Linked DNA regions of Mus musculus: regions 2 and 3 are each linked to region 1. Evidence: chromatin contacts called from public Hi-C and HiChIP or PLAC-seq data. All regions are on one chromosome and are shown on one strand. Each heading gives the region's core, a stretch centred on a gene start, on an enhancer-like site or on the middle of the called end of the contact. The rest is flanking DNA. Distances are from core to core; before and after follow the strand shown. Region 1 holds the start of Ppp1r12a (protein phosphatase 1, regulatory subunit 12A). Region 2 holds the start of Phlda1 (pleckstrin homology like domain, family A, member 1). Region 3 holds the start of Osbpl8 (oxysterol binding protein-like 8).

The links. Hi-C and Micro-C count contacts between places; a contact is called where the count stands out from the background. HiChIP or PLAC-seq counts read pairs in DNA pulled down with a chosen protein or histone mark.
Region 2: a contact with region 1 is called in a Hi-C map of B cells, with 7 read pairs. The contact joins the promoter of Phlda1 here to the promoter of Ppp1r12a in region 1. A contact is called at or near these places in 2 of 484 Hi-C or Micro-C datasets (B cells and CD4 T cells).
Region 3: an H3K27ac HiChIP or PLAC-seq map of bone marrow-derived dendritic cells shows a contact between it and region 1, with 5 times the contacts expected there. The contact joins the promoter of Osbpl8 here to the promoter of Ppp1r12a in region 1. A contact is called at or near these places in 1 of 39 promoter capture datasets (the C10 cell line), 1 of 484 Hi-C or Micro-C datasets (B cells) and 2 of 115 datasets of contacts at active chromatin or transcription factors (astrocytes and bone marrow-derived dendritic cells).

What each region holds. Positions count from the first base shown.
Region 1 is chr10:108,159,585-108,163,903 of GRCm38.p6, forward strand. It overlaps Ppp1r12a (protein phosphatase 1, regulatory subunit 12A), which reads left to right and starts at 2,514. Exons shown (of 25, transcript NM_001368736.1): 1 at 2,514-3,052. The coding sequence starts at 2,816. Gm40754 (a long non-coding RNA gene) reads right to left here and starts at 853. Exons shown (of 4, transcript XR_872014.2): 1 at 1-853.
Region 2 is chr10:111,504,236-111,508,554 of GRCm38.p6, forward strand. Phlda1 (pleckstrin homology like domain, family A, member 1) reads left to right here and starts at 2,051. Exons shown (of 2, transcript NM_009344.3): 1 at 2,051-3,413; 2 at 3,825-4,319. The coding sequence starts at 2,170. The coding sequence ends at 3,387.
Region 3 is chr10:111,162,854-111,167,172 of GRCm38.p6, forward strand. Osbpl8 (oxysterol binding protein-like 8) reads left to right here and starts at 1,949. Exons shown (of 24, transcript NM_175489.3): 1 at 1,949-2,343.

The DNA.
Region 1 (4,319 bases), core at 1,264-3,763:
TTAGCCCACTGTAAACATTTATTCAGGTTCTAAAACACACGTGCTTCCACCTTAAGAGTCCATCTGCCTTAAAGGAACTAAAATCCCCGCACTCTAACTTACATACAAGTCATTAGGAAATGGACATATTTGTATTTCTTCAACTTCGGCTTAGACCACTCAGTAATTAACATAATATGAAATGGTGGCTTTCTATATGTTCTAATAAAGTGTTGTGCTTATTTCTGAATGAACTATAGATCTTTCATGTTATGTTATATATATATACATAATTCTAAAAAGACAGAGCTGGTACAGGTGGCAACAGGAAGAGCTGTCTGACCTTAACAGTTATGGAGAATAAAAAGCTAAATTCAAATGAAGTCTGGACAAGCTAACAGCCCAAGGTTTGAGGTTTCTATTTTGTTTTTAATTGATAGCTTTTGGGAATTGGAATTAACTATGTTTTGTTAATGAACTATTGTCTTGTTTTTGTATTATTTTTATGTCCTGAAAGAAGTGCTTGAGTTAGAAATGGCATATCTCCCACTGCAGTCCTCTTGCCCAAATGAAAATGTGAAATTCCAATGAATGTGTATTTCAAGAGCACTTTTAATAGCAAATAAATAGACAGAATGTTCTCAGAAAACAAGGAAAAGTCAGTTTTCTCTAGGTAGATAGGAGAGCTGGTAAGAGTATACTCAATTCTTTTCTTTGATTGGGAGGGCCATATTCTGTGCATAGGGATTTTATAGTTTCACGTTAAGAAAATTCATGACCCTGCTCCATGGTGGTAGCACACAGATTTAATCCCAGCACTTGGGAGGCAGAGGCAGGCCAATTTCTGAGTTTGAAGTCTACAAAGTGGGTTCCAGGACAGCCAGATCTACATGGAGAAACCGTATCTGGAAAAGAAAGAGAGAGAGAGAGAGAAAGAGAGAGAGAGAGAGAGAGAGAGAGAGAGAGAGAGAGAGAGAGAAGAAGAAGAGGAGGAGGAGGAGGAGGAGGAGGAGGAGGAGGAGGAGGAGGAGGAGGAGGAGGAGGAGGAGGAGGAGGAGGAGGAAGAAGAAGAAGAAGAAGAAGAAGAAGAAGAAGAAGAAGAAGAAGAAGAAGAAGAAGAAGATGATGATGATGATTCAGTACCAAACACCACTGTTCTCATTGTTGTGCAGAGGTCTAGTGGTATGATCCTCAATACATTTTATGAAGATATAGATGTATTTCATGTGTGGCACACTCGTTTTGTGTTTCAAGGAAGTAGTTTTATCTTAGCTTGGATTTTATTACTATTCCTAACATTGAAATTCAGAATATTCAGTTCTATAAGGTGGTTCCCCCAGCATATTTTACTCAGTTATTCTAATCTACCAGAAAGGCAACATGCTGAAGAGTAAGAAAATAACTTTTCACTGCTGTATTCCCAGCACTGGGAGGCGGTTAGGGGCAAGGCAACTATTTTCTTTGGGGGTGGGGGGGTTCACAGTCTACAGGATTCCCAAAAAGGACCAGTGGTAGGGTTTTATGACATTATAGATCTAAAGTGTATGGGACGGGAGAGTGTTTAGAAAAGGCAAAGCTAAAATCTCCTTATGATGTTCTTTGCAACACAAGAATTTAAGAAATGGGCTCAAATAAATCGTATTTACTGTATTTTCAGAGCCTAGGAAGTCACGACTTTTTAGACATGTACTGGATAAATATCAGTCGAAGTAACTGCCTTCGTCCACATTCCTTTTGAATTCTAGACGCAGCCGGGTCTTTACTCCATAGAAAGCAATGGAGCTGAAACCGTAAATCCCTTAAAAGGTCAGGAGCAGTTAACAAGGCTGAACTAGCCCTCATGGGCAGTGCCACCCAGGCCGAAAAGCGATGGAGGAAGAAGAAATCAAAACAGGCTTAAAGACGGGGGAAAAACAAAACAACAATACTGAGCAAGCCTAAGAGGAAAGACATTTCTGCAGTGGGTGTTTGCAGGAAGCCACTGCAATTAACCGCAGGTCACCATCCCCTGCCAGTAGGCGATCACCTCGGTCAATGCCACCGGGGCCGTGGAGACGACTCCGACCCCACTTTTAAAACGCTCTCATCAGGATCGCCCGGGTTTCCCCCCGAGTTCCTCGGGAAGAGCAACCCCCACAAGCACCTAATGCACGACCCGTGTCCTCTCCATTCAAATCACGCAGCCAATAGGAAAACCCTCCGCCCCGGGCAGACGCCTCGCGCGGCCCGCCGAGCCCGGGAGGAGGCAGGCAGGTCAGCCCGGTCCCGCCTCGCCGCCCGACCCGGCTGCCTCTAGAGCTCTCGGTCCCGCCGGACGAGACAACCTTCCTTCCCGGCCTCCTCCCTTCCAGGAGCGGCCCAGCCCCCGGCTGCCAGAGCCACACCCGCTTCCCTCCGGTAGCGCCCCCGCCAGCGCTCGGCCCCCGAGCTCTTCCTGGGCCGGGCCGAAGCCGAGGCCCAGGCCGAGGCGGGAGCGCGCATGCGCACTGGGCCGCAGGGCGCCTCCCCGGCCGCGATCTCGCGAAGTTACGCTCAGCCGGGCCGCGGCTGACGGACTGACGGGCGGGCGGCCGTGCCGGGGGCGGGAGGGCGTCTGTGGTAGGAAGAGAGGCCCGCTCGGCCGGGCTCGCCCCAGTGCTCTGTGGGATACTGGAAGTCTCGAGCGTCTCCTCCCCGGCTCGCGGCTCCGCTCCGCTCCGGCCCCTCTCTCTCTCTCTCTCTCTCTTTCTGTCGCCGACGCGGTCGCATACTCCCCCCGGCGGCGTCCCCTCGCCGCCGCCGCCCCCTTCCCCCCCGCCCCAGCTCGCGATAAGAGGAGCCGGCGGCTGGAGAGGGGATGAAGATGGCGGACGCGAAGCAGAAGCGGAACGAGCAGCTGAAGCGCTGGATCGGCTCCGAGACGGACCTCGAGCCGCCCGTGGTGAAGCGCCAGAAGACCAAGGTGAAGTTCGACGATGGCGCCGTCTTCCTCGCCGCCTGCTCCAGCGGCGACACGGACGAGGTCCTCAAGCTGCTGCACCGCGGCGCCGACATCAATTACGCCAATGTGGACGGACTCACCGCCCTGCACCAGGTCTGTGTGCCCGGCGTCCCCTCATCCGGACCCCGGAACCCCGGGGCCCGCTGTGGTGCTCGCGCCCGGGGCCGGGGCTGAGGCCGGGGGGTGGCGGGAGACTCCCTGCTTGCGGGTGAGGGGGCGGCTCCGTCGCGGGAGGCTGGCTGGGGCGCGGGGCTCCGGGCCCCCCTCCAGAGCCGCTCGCCCGCAGCCTGTGCAGTTTGGGGGGGGACCCGGCCGATGTTCCTGGGCGCGGGGCAGAATGGACTGTGGTCCTCTTGGGGGCCTCCAGGGCCATTTGTGGACATGTGTCTGGGTCTGGTAGTCTGGGTCAAGCCGAGCCGGAGAGTAATGGGTTGTGCCGAGGCCCGGTGTCAGTGATAGACCGTGGGGCGGGGAGGGTTGTTGAAAAAAAAAAATCCACTAACAGGGACTCTTGGGGCAGATGGAGCCCACTGGCCTGGAGGTGGGCATTGGTGTTGGTGTACATTTTTAGGACTTGATTACAAATGAGGATGATGATATTAGTGATCCCGAACCCTTAAAGCCCGAACCCTTAAAGCCGGGTGCCCCGAGCGAACGATTTCCTGTTTTCTCCTTTATTACTCTTGGTCACTGGGGAGGGGGAAACGGGGTGTAATTAGCTAATCCGGAGTGGCTGAAAGAGAGGGGATTGGTAGTGAATCTGATAAGGGAAGTCTTCCCGAGTGGGCTTGCCCACCTCGTAACTGGAGTCTATGGGTTCCTGTACTCGAAGTTGGTCGCAGTCACAGATCCCTGAGTCCTGGCTCCTGGAGTGCACACCGGGGCTAGGGAAGATGGGAATAAACACTGTGTACTCCTCAAAGACAGTTGCCAAACTTTATTATTATTATTTTTTTATTTTTTGGTGGTGGTGGTGGGGAGGGGGAGAGAAAAAAAAAAAACCAAAGCTAATCACAACCTTTTCTCAAAATGGATGCTTTGTGCATGTTAAAGTTTTATAGTAGTCCGATTGGGATCTCTCAATGTTAGCCAAATAAGGAGAAACTATTGGCAATCCAGAGATAATGTTGCTTTGCCTTTAACAAGCCAAAAGCAACAGAACCCTTAGAGTTCTGCTTGAAAAGCAAGTTTAAAGTGCTGGTAATAGATGCCACGACAGATTCTTTCTATTTTCATATTAAGAAACTTGGAATTACTAGGAAATTTACAGTGAAAAAGAATTTTCCCGCTCCCCTCAGACTCCTCTTGGTTGTGTGGGAGAGCATAGCTCTATTTTGAATAATAGTGTGGTTAAAAACAG
Region 2 (4,319 bases), core at 801-3,300, 3.3 Mb after region 1:
ATCCCATTTTCCGTGATCAGTTCTTAAAGTCAAAGGCGCGTTTATAAGAGCTACTGAGTATCAGGCGTTTATAAGAGCTACTGAGTATCTAGCTTGGGGAATCTGCTTCACTCTTTGGCAATAAGTACTTGGCTATGCCAGGAAGGTGGAAAACAGAACACCTTAAAAACAAGTTGAATGAACCATTAATTATGTAAAGGAAAACATTTTTAATGTTTCCTGCATTTTCTGACGATTTATCTTTTGAGGATTTTGTTTGTTTGTTTGTTTTCTTTAGGAAAAAGTCTCTCTAGCCAGTTAAGTGAGGTGGCAGTTGAAATAAACAGAGCAGAGTTTCAGGCTACAAAATTCTGAAACTTAAATTTCCAATAATGGAACTTATTGTGGTCAATGTACACATAGCTTACCACAGAAATACTAATTGTGAAACAGCCAGAGGGAATCAGGGAATTTTAAAGTCTTTAGTCAGAATGAAGTGAACACGTTGGAAATCTATGATGACTGGGCATTTGCAACTGTTTTAGGAAAAATAGTGCCTGGTAAACTGGGCTACAGTTCACAGTTCAGTGCTTTTCCAAATGGGATACCTTTCTCAACTATGCCTCTCTGTGTTGGCTACAAACCTCTACCTGGCTTTAGGGACTCTGGATACTATAAATGCACTTTCCAGATAACAAGAGAATGCTGTTCTGCTGAAAAAAGACAGCTGGTAGTATAGGAACTCTGGAGTGCTGACCTGTTCTACAGAGGTGGGGGAAAGAAATTAAGGTGGTTAGTAATCAGAATTACAAGTCTATTCTTGGTATACACAAAGATAATGCTTATGCATGATCACATTAGAAATCTTTACATTTGTTTTTTTGGGGGGGGGGGGGAATGGGGAACAAAAACGAAAGGCTGTAAAATGAGTCCAAATGTAAGACTCAGAATTGTTTTTTTTGAACTGGTCCATTTGATCAGAACCTTGGGTGAAGGTCCAAGAACTCTGTTTTCGAGAAGACATTTCTGTTAGCTCTCAGATTAAGTTCGAGTTTCATAGCACGACACACGAAAGACTTTGAATAGTTCATCCTCGACATTCTCTTCGATTGGATTCCTGATTCTTCCTGGCGGTGTGGCAGCAGCCCTTGTCTGACCAACAGCCTGTTTTGTCCTATCTCCTTATGGTGAGAGGAGGCTTAGAGGTTATTTTCCCAAACTGGAGACTAGATCTGTGCTTTATAGTCTACCTTATCAGGAAAGGTTTAAAGGCAAGACGGAGACTAGGACTTTCCAGAGTCAGATTCCCACAGGTGTTTGTAGGACATTCGCCAAGGCTTGTGTGTATGACCTCCCAATGCTGGACATCTGCCTACCCTGCTACTGCTGTGGACTGCAAGGTCTGATCTAGAAGGAAACCCGAGGGCCTAGAGAGATGGCACTCCTCGCAGAGGTTCAATTCCCAGAACCTGTTCTAGGGATCTGCTGATTTCTGACCTGCGTTCTCATACAATACGTACTACACACACACAAGCAAAACATACACTCACAAAAACAAAAACCGCTTGGTGAGTCTGGCTATTTTGCCTGTGTTCTGTGGCAGGAAAGGAAGTCAAGAATGTATACCTGGAGTGAGTCCACCCTTATTTCCCTGTCACTACAAACTGGTAGCTTTATTGTTTTGCCTTAGCTAATTGCCCCCAGGAACAACTATTTATTTAATGGCTGAACAACACCAACAACAAAAAAGCTCGAAGCACTCTTGGGTTTTGTTCCCTGAGATGTTTACATAGCTATGGGGGGGGGGGGGGTAATGCCCGCTATGGAACTTCGTCCCCTAAGTTTTATGCCCTTGTCTGGAGTCGGCTCCGCGTTGACCCCAGGGGTGGCTCCCCAGGCCTGCCTGGATCTGCTACCCACCCCCGCAGCGGAGAGCCCACCTGCTAAGGAAGGGCCGGTCCGTGGGGGGATGGTTTTTCGGCGCCCTCTGGGCGTCGGCAGTCGCCGCCCGGCAGCCGCGGCGACCTCAGCGACCGCGTGGAGCCTCCAGGAGTTTCCAGAACCTGCTTCCAGGCGGCGCGGGCGGCCGTGGGCGGTGGGGCGGGGCGGGGGCGGAGCCGGCGGCGGGGCTGGGGCGGAGCCGGCGGCGGGGGGCGTGTCCGCGGCGGGCTCTGGGAAGGCCCCAAGTTAATGAGGCGTACGCCGGCTGCCGAGCGCCTCTCGGAGCTGGGTTTTCCCCCGCGGCGCGGGCGCCAGGAGCCGCCTTTTCCGCTGGGTGTCACTCGGGGGTGGGGAGGGTGGCCCATTGAAAAGCGCCGCGAGGGGCCCCGGCCAGTGCCCTTCAGTGAGCGCTCGCCGGAGGACGGCAGAGAGCAGCCCGCTCACGGCTCCGGGATCTTGTGGCGAGTCAGGACGCGCCTGTCCCTCTGCCGGGACCCCGAGCCACCGCCGCCGCCGCCACCGCTCTGTCTCCTGCGAGTCAGCCTTCTCTGCGCGCTCCGGGCGGGCGGCCGCGGAAGCCGCTGGGGCGAGGACGGCGCAGGGCTGCTACTGCTACCCCCAGCCGGAGCGTCTGGAAGCCTGAAGGCCGAGCGGAGCAGCAGCACCCCTTATGCCGGAAGGATGCTGGAGAACAGCGGCTGCAAGGCGCTGAAGGAAGGAGTGCTGGAAAAGCGAAGCGACGGGCTGCTGCAGCTCTGGAAGAAAAAGTGCTGCATCCTCACCGAGGAAGGGCTACTGCTCATACCGCCCAAGCAGCTACAACAGCAGCAGCAGCAGCAACAGCCCGGGCAGGGGACGGCCGAACCGTCCCAACCTAGTGGCCCCACCGTCGCCAGCCTTGAGCCACCAGTCAAGCTGAAGGAATTGCACTTTTCCAATATGAAGACTGTAGACTGCGTGGAGCGCAAGGGCAAGTACATGTACTTCACTGTGGTGATGACGGAGGGCAAAGAGATCGACTTTCGGTGCCCCCAGGACCAGGGCTGGAACGCCGAGATCACGTTGCAGATGGTGCAGTACAAAAATCGCCAGGCCATACTGGCGGTCAAGTCTACCAGGCAGAAGCAGCAGCACCTGGTCCAGCAGCAGCCTCCGCAGACGCAGCAGATCCAACCCCAGCCCCAGCCGCAGATCCAACCCCAGCCCCAGCCGCAGATCCAGCCTCAACCCCAACCCCAGCCCCAACCTCAGCCCCAACCTCAGCCCCAACCCCAACCCCAACAGCTCCACTCCTACCCGCATCCGCATCCTCATCCTTACTCTCACCCGCACCAGCACCCACACCCGCACCCGCACCCGCACCCTCACCCTCACCCTCACCCGTACCAACTCCAGCACGCGCACCAGCCTCTTCACTCGCAGCCGCAGGGTCACCGGCTTCTCCGCAGCACCTCCAACTCTGCCTGAAGAGGGCGGCACCCGGGCCACTCAAGGTAAGGTCCTGGCAACCTGGGACACCTAGAAACGTGCCAGCATGGCTGTTGGGAAGAGTAGGAAGCTTGTTGACCGATTTCGCTCCCGAAGCAAAGTTTAAAAAAAAAAATCGTTTCAAGTTTCTGGAGAGGTGGAAAGAAGATGGGCAAGCCGGAGCTTGTAGAGGCAGGGCGGGGAGAGAAGAGCCGGAGGAATTCCGCCAGGGAGCAGGGCACGGGGACCACCTACCCACCACCGTGGTGATCACTCTTGTTCAGTGCCATCCTCCTTTGGGCTGCTTTATTGTGTGCCTCCGCACCAACGTAAAGACCTTGGTGTCCTTCTGGGCACTCGGTCCTTTGTACTGGCCGGGAGGGAACAGGGTCTTGACTCCTGAGTCACTCATTTCATTCCGTGTCCTTTCTTTCCAGGTTTTGAGGACTTCGGAAAGTGGGAAGAGTGCATTGCTATTCAGTTCACTTGGATCAAAACCAACAGAGTCTCCCCACCCCGCGCCTGATCAAGTAGTTTGGACTTCACCCGACGGATAACGCGCGCTTGCAGTTCCCTCGTAGTTTTCTGCATAATGTTCATCACAGTTGCAGGAAGCAGATTTTGCGTCGAGATGACTTTATTTATGGACCTTTGGAAGGATCACCTAACGTAATGGACCTTTGTAGGAACAATTTATGTACTGTAATTTTATTTTAATGTTATTTTGGATTATGATTATTTATTAGTTTTTTTATGCCTAATCTAAGACATTTCTGAATGTAGGCCACCTCCTCCCCCTCCTCGCCAAAAAGAAAAAGAAAAAAAGAAAAAAAAAAAAGAAACTTTATTTTCAGAAACAGATTTCTTAGTAAGCCCTGATCTTGGAAGAGAAAAAGGGAAAGGGGTGGTGGAGGGGGGCAAACATGAAAAAA
Region 3 (4,319 bases), core at 699-3,198, 3.0 Mb after region 1:
TTTTAAATACAGGGTCTCTCTAGGAGTCTATGTAGTCCTGAACTTGCTATGTAGAAAGAACAGTCTGGTCTTAAACTCTACAGAGATGGGCTGTTATGGCCAGCTACTCACAAGGTAACTTTTAAAAAAGATTTATTTTATGTGTACGGGTGTTTTGCTTGCATGTGCATGCCCTGTGCCTGAGGGGGTCAGAAGAGGTGGGATTTCCTGGACCCACCAGCCAGCACATGGGTGCTGGGAATAGAAACCAGGACCTGCAAGAACAGGTACTCTTGACTGCCTCATCTCTCCAGCCTCCCACGAACTGATTATTGCTTGGTTTAGATATTATGCATTCTTATCTTTTAGATTATATCTCATTAAAACCCAATTCATTAAAAAATGACATTGGCTTTTGTTAGTCTGAAAAAAACAGCATTGCTTCAGATAAGTGACATTTCAATCTGCTGATAAACTGGAACGTTACCGCCATCACATAACAATGTTTCCTGCCTTGCACTGCCTCAGCACTCAGAAAGGAGAGAGCCAGGCAGCTCTCTGTGAGTTTGAGACCAGCATAGCCTACAGAAGGAGTTCCAGGACATCTAGGGTTACACAGAGAAACCCTGTCTCTTTGAAAAACAAAACAAAACAAAACAATCAAGCAAGAAAAACAAACAAAACAAGAAAACAATAAACTTCCCTTATGTTTATGTAAAATACAAATATAATTTCTTAGGTTTCTTAACAGAAGAATGTGGCAGAATCTTTCCCTCATTGGAACAGTCCTTCATGACAAAATCTAATTGTTTTTCAAATGTTAACATAGCTGCATCAAGATGTGTTTTAAAGATCAGCGGCCTGGCATTATTTAACTGAGCAGTAAATTGCTCTTTCTTTGGGCAACAAAATGGCCACGTCTGCAAATTTTTTAGAGCTGCTATGAAATACATCAGTAACAGGCAGAATCCTATGGCCTACTTAAGTATCCAAACGATCAGAATGTCATCTGATTTCCTGTCAAGAAATGTAATGGAAATTGTGTAAAGTTAAAAAAAAAATTCTTGGTTCCAGAGTAGAAGGATAAAGGAATAAGGAATTGAATTTTTATCGTAGAGAATGGCCTTGTTAGAGGCAGCTCATTCCTCCTTCTGCACTGTTAGGTCGCTTTTCTCTTCTTCTGTATTGTAACTGGCTTTCTTCCAGTGATGAGTTCTGCCCCTTTCCTCTCCACAGGATGGGGAGGGATTTCTGGGGTCATGGTTAAAAAAACAAAAAACAAAAAAAGCCAAGAGTTGAGGTACAAAACAACAACAACAACAACAAAATCCGAAGAGTTAAATTAGGCTTTCTGTTCAAATTGAGAGGTACTATCAACTTGCCACGTCGCTAAAACCGTCACCAACCTCACTGTAAAACTTCATGACTGTAAAAGCTGGCACCCAGGATTCTGAACATGACTAGGAACAATAACAAGAAAGCCTGCTAGGCTATTTTCATCCCAGCGTGACTGAAGTCTACATCTCAAACCTCCTGTGAGGCCAACAGCTAATGAGACACCACAGTGAACGTGTCATTGGAACTTAGGCAGCAGGGACTCCTGGCTGCTTCTCAAGCCCCAATTTCTCCTGGCAGCCTCCTCTGTGGGCCCGGCCAGAGGTCGGGAGGCGGGTCCTGCCCAGCGAGCACTTCAGAGACCTGCGGGTAGCCGGCCCTCCACCCCAGGGCTTCCTGAGAGGGAACCTCGAGGGCGGGGAGGGGAGCGGAGGGGAGGTGACATGACAGCTCGCCATCACCACGAGCTGCCAGCAGCTGCCTCTGCGCGCCCGCCCAGCAGAAGCTACCCGGGGACCGCCTCCTTGCGGCGTCACGTGACGGGAAGGGGGCGTGGCCCAGGCCCGGGCTGGGGGCGGGGCTGCGAGAGGGGCGGGCCTTGGGATGTGAAGGCTGGTGGCGGCTCGCGGCGCCCAGAAAGGCGGTGTCAGGGCGGATGACAGCATTCTGCTGCGACGCGCTCCCAGCTGGGCGGCGGTGGTAGCGGCAGCGGCAGCGGCAGCGGCAGCCGGGGCGGCAGCGGCGTTCGACTCGGCCACCGCCGAGAGCGGTAGCGGTAGAGAAGGAAGAGGTTCCGCCCTGGCCCGCGGGCGGAGGAGCCCGAGTTCGCTCGCCGCTCCGGGCCGAGCCCCCGCCGCGGCTCGCCTGTGCTCTCCGTCCGGGCTGGCTCTCAGTTCCCGCGGGCGACCGCAGCCGAGAGAAGTTGAGGAGGGGGGGTCCCACCGGACACTAAGGCCCCGGACTCCGGCGTCCCTGTGATCCCACGGAAGCCTGCTCCCTGCGGGCCGCCTCCTCTGGGGCTCCGCATCGGTGAGTGGCGCTCAGCCCGGTGTTGGGGAGCAGCGGAGTCGTGCCTTTTGGGGTGACTGTAGTCCCTCAGTCCTACGTTCTGAGCTCGGGCTGTGGGCACTCGTGGGTACCCCGCGCCGCGAGTTCCCCTCCTGCCTCTCCTTTGTCCCTTCTGAGAGGGAGATTGGCAGGGCTGGCGGGGGTGGCGTGTTTTTTGGGGCCCGCGGTAGGTGCGTCTGCAGCGGTACAAAGCCCAGTGGGGACCTGGGATGGGGGCGGGGGCGGCTCGGCGGCGTTCCGGGTCCCGAGTGTGTCTGCCCCTCCCGAAGTTTGACAGGGCGACGCCGGGGCTCGCCGGAAGCCCCCCGCGCAGGGGGTGAAAACCTGGCGCTTTGTCGCCCCGGGCGGTTAAGGCAAGGCTTGGGGTTTTCCTGTGACAGCCCCTGAAGAGGTTGTGCCGCTCGCAGGCGGACCGCACCCGCCTTTGCAGAGACTGTCGCGGTGTTCCTTAAACCTCAGCTCCGTTGGCCTTCTTGCCACACTGGAGAAAAGGCGGTGTCTTCGTTGCACTTTTTTTTTTTTTTTTTTTACGTTTTGTTTGCGGCTAAGCTGTGGAGAGTGTAATCAGGTTCCAGGGAGTTTCATATGGAGCATGCTTTTGCTTCATTGAGCAACCCACTCAAGACCGGCTGATGCGAAGCAACAGTAGATGCAGATTTTCCATTCACTAAAGTCATTTAACACTTCTTTGTGAGCGACATCTGCGTCGTGAAACATAACCTAATTTCATTTTAACTAAATGCCGTCTGAAATAAGTTAACTTGGGTTCGTCTCTAAACAGATGGGAACACTTATCTGACGATAGCATATCTGCTTTCAATAACTTAATGAAGTTTGTGCCTTTTTGCTGCTGGAAGACTTAAGTAACAGTAGTATTAGAATACCTTGGGTTAGCAGGGAATTCTTCAAAGTAATTTCACTGTAAACAACCTCAAATTAGTGCAGCCCCAAATTAGTGCAATTAAAGGTCTTTCAAGATAACCATTTAAAATAGTTTTTGCCTCTTGAAGAATTCCAGAGAACAATTGAGGTATAGGTAAATTGCTTGTTACGCTCTCTCTTCCCCTGGGGTTTCATCTAAATTTGATCATGCCGAGAGACTGGGATCAGTTGCTGTGCTTGCTAGAACCTGTTTTGCAGTGAGATTATTAAAATGCTGGTTTTATAAAAACAGGTTTTATAAAAGGAAGGGAAAGGCCATGCAATTTAAAATGCACTCTATTAAAAGACCAACTAATTTCTAACATGTTGCTCTTTCTTTTGGGTAGCAAGTATGTACTCTGTCTTTTGGTAGCAAGAATGACTGCAGTGTGCTTGTTCAAAGTGTTAGCAAAGGGGATAGATGAAATTTAAGACCTTCCTAAAGCTCTTTAATTATGGAGATTACGTTGTTGCGGTCAAATTCCATGTGAACAGTTTGAGCCCCAGAGATCACAGAGGTGCCTAGAAATGCTGTTTAATTAAACCTGGACATGGTTTGCTCCTTGCATTGAGTTGTGCTCATTACTGAATGTGTGGTCTGTGCAAATGGTCTGTCTGTTCATTTAGAATTGTCATTTTTATGTGTTGCTTTTCTTTTCTGAGATAGGGTTTTGCTGTGTTGCCTAGCTGGCCATGGTATTCATTATGTAGCTCCGGCATGGCAAAATCCTCCTGCCTCAGCCTCCCGACTTCCACATGTATTCCACTGTGCCTAGCTTTTGTTACATTTTTGGAGCTAAGAAATGTTTCTTAACACATTCATAAGATTTAGATATTTGGTAAAATGGTTTTTGCTTCTGAATTCACTTTGGAATTGAGAGTTAAAAATATGCTTTGGAGATACCCATGCAATCCTTTGAAAAGATGTTTTCTTTCATCTTACTTTGGAAATAGTGGTACAATTATGACTTACATAATGTGCCATTACACAAAGATGTTTGTTTTTAAAGGACAAA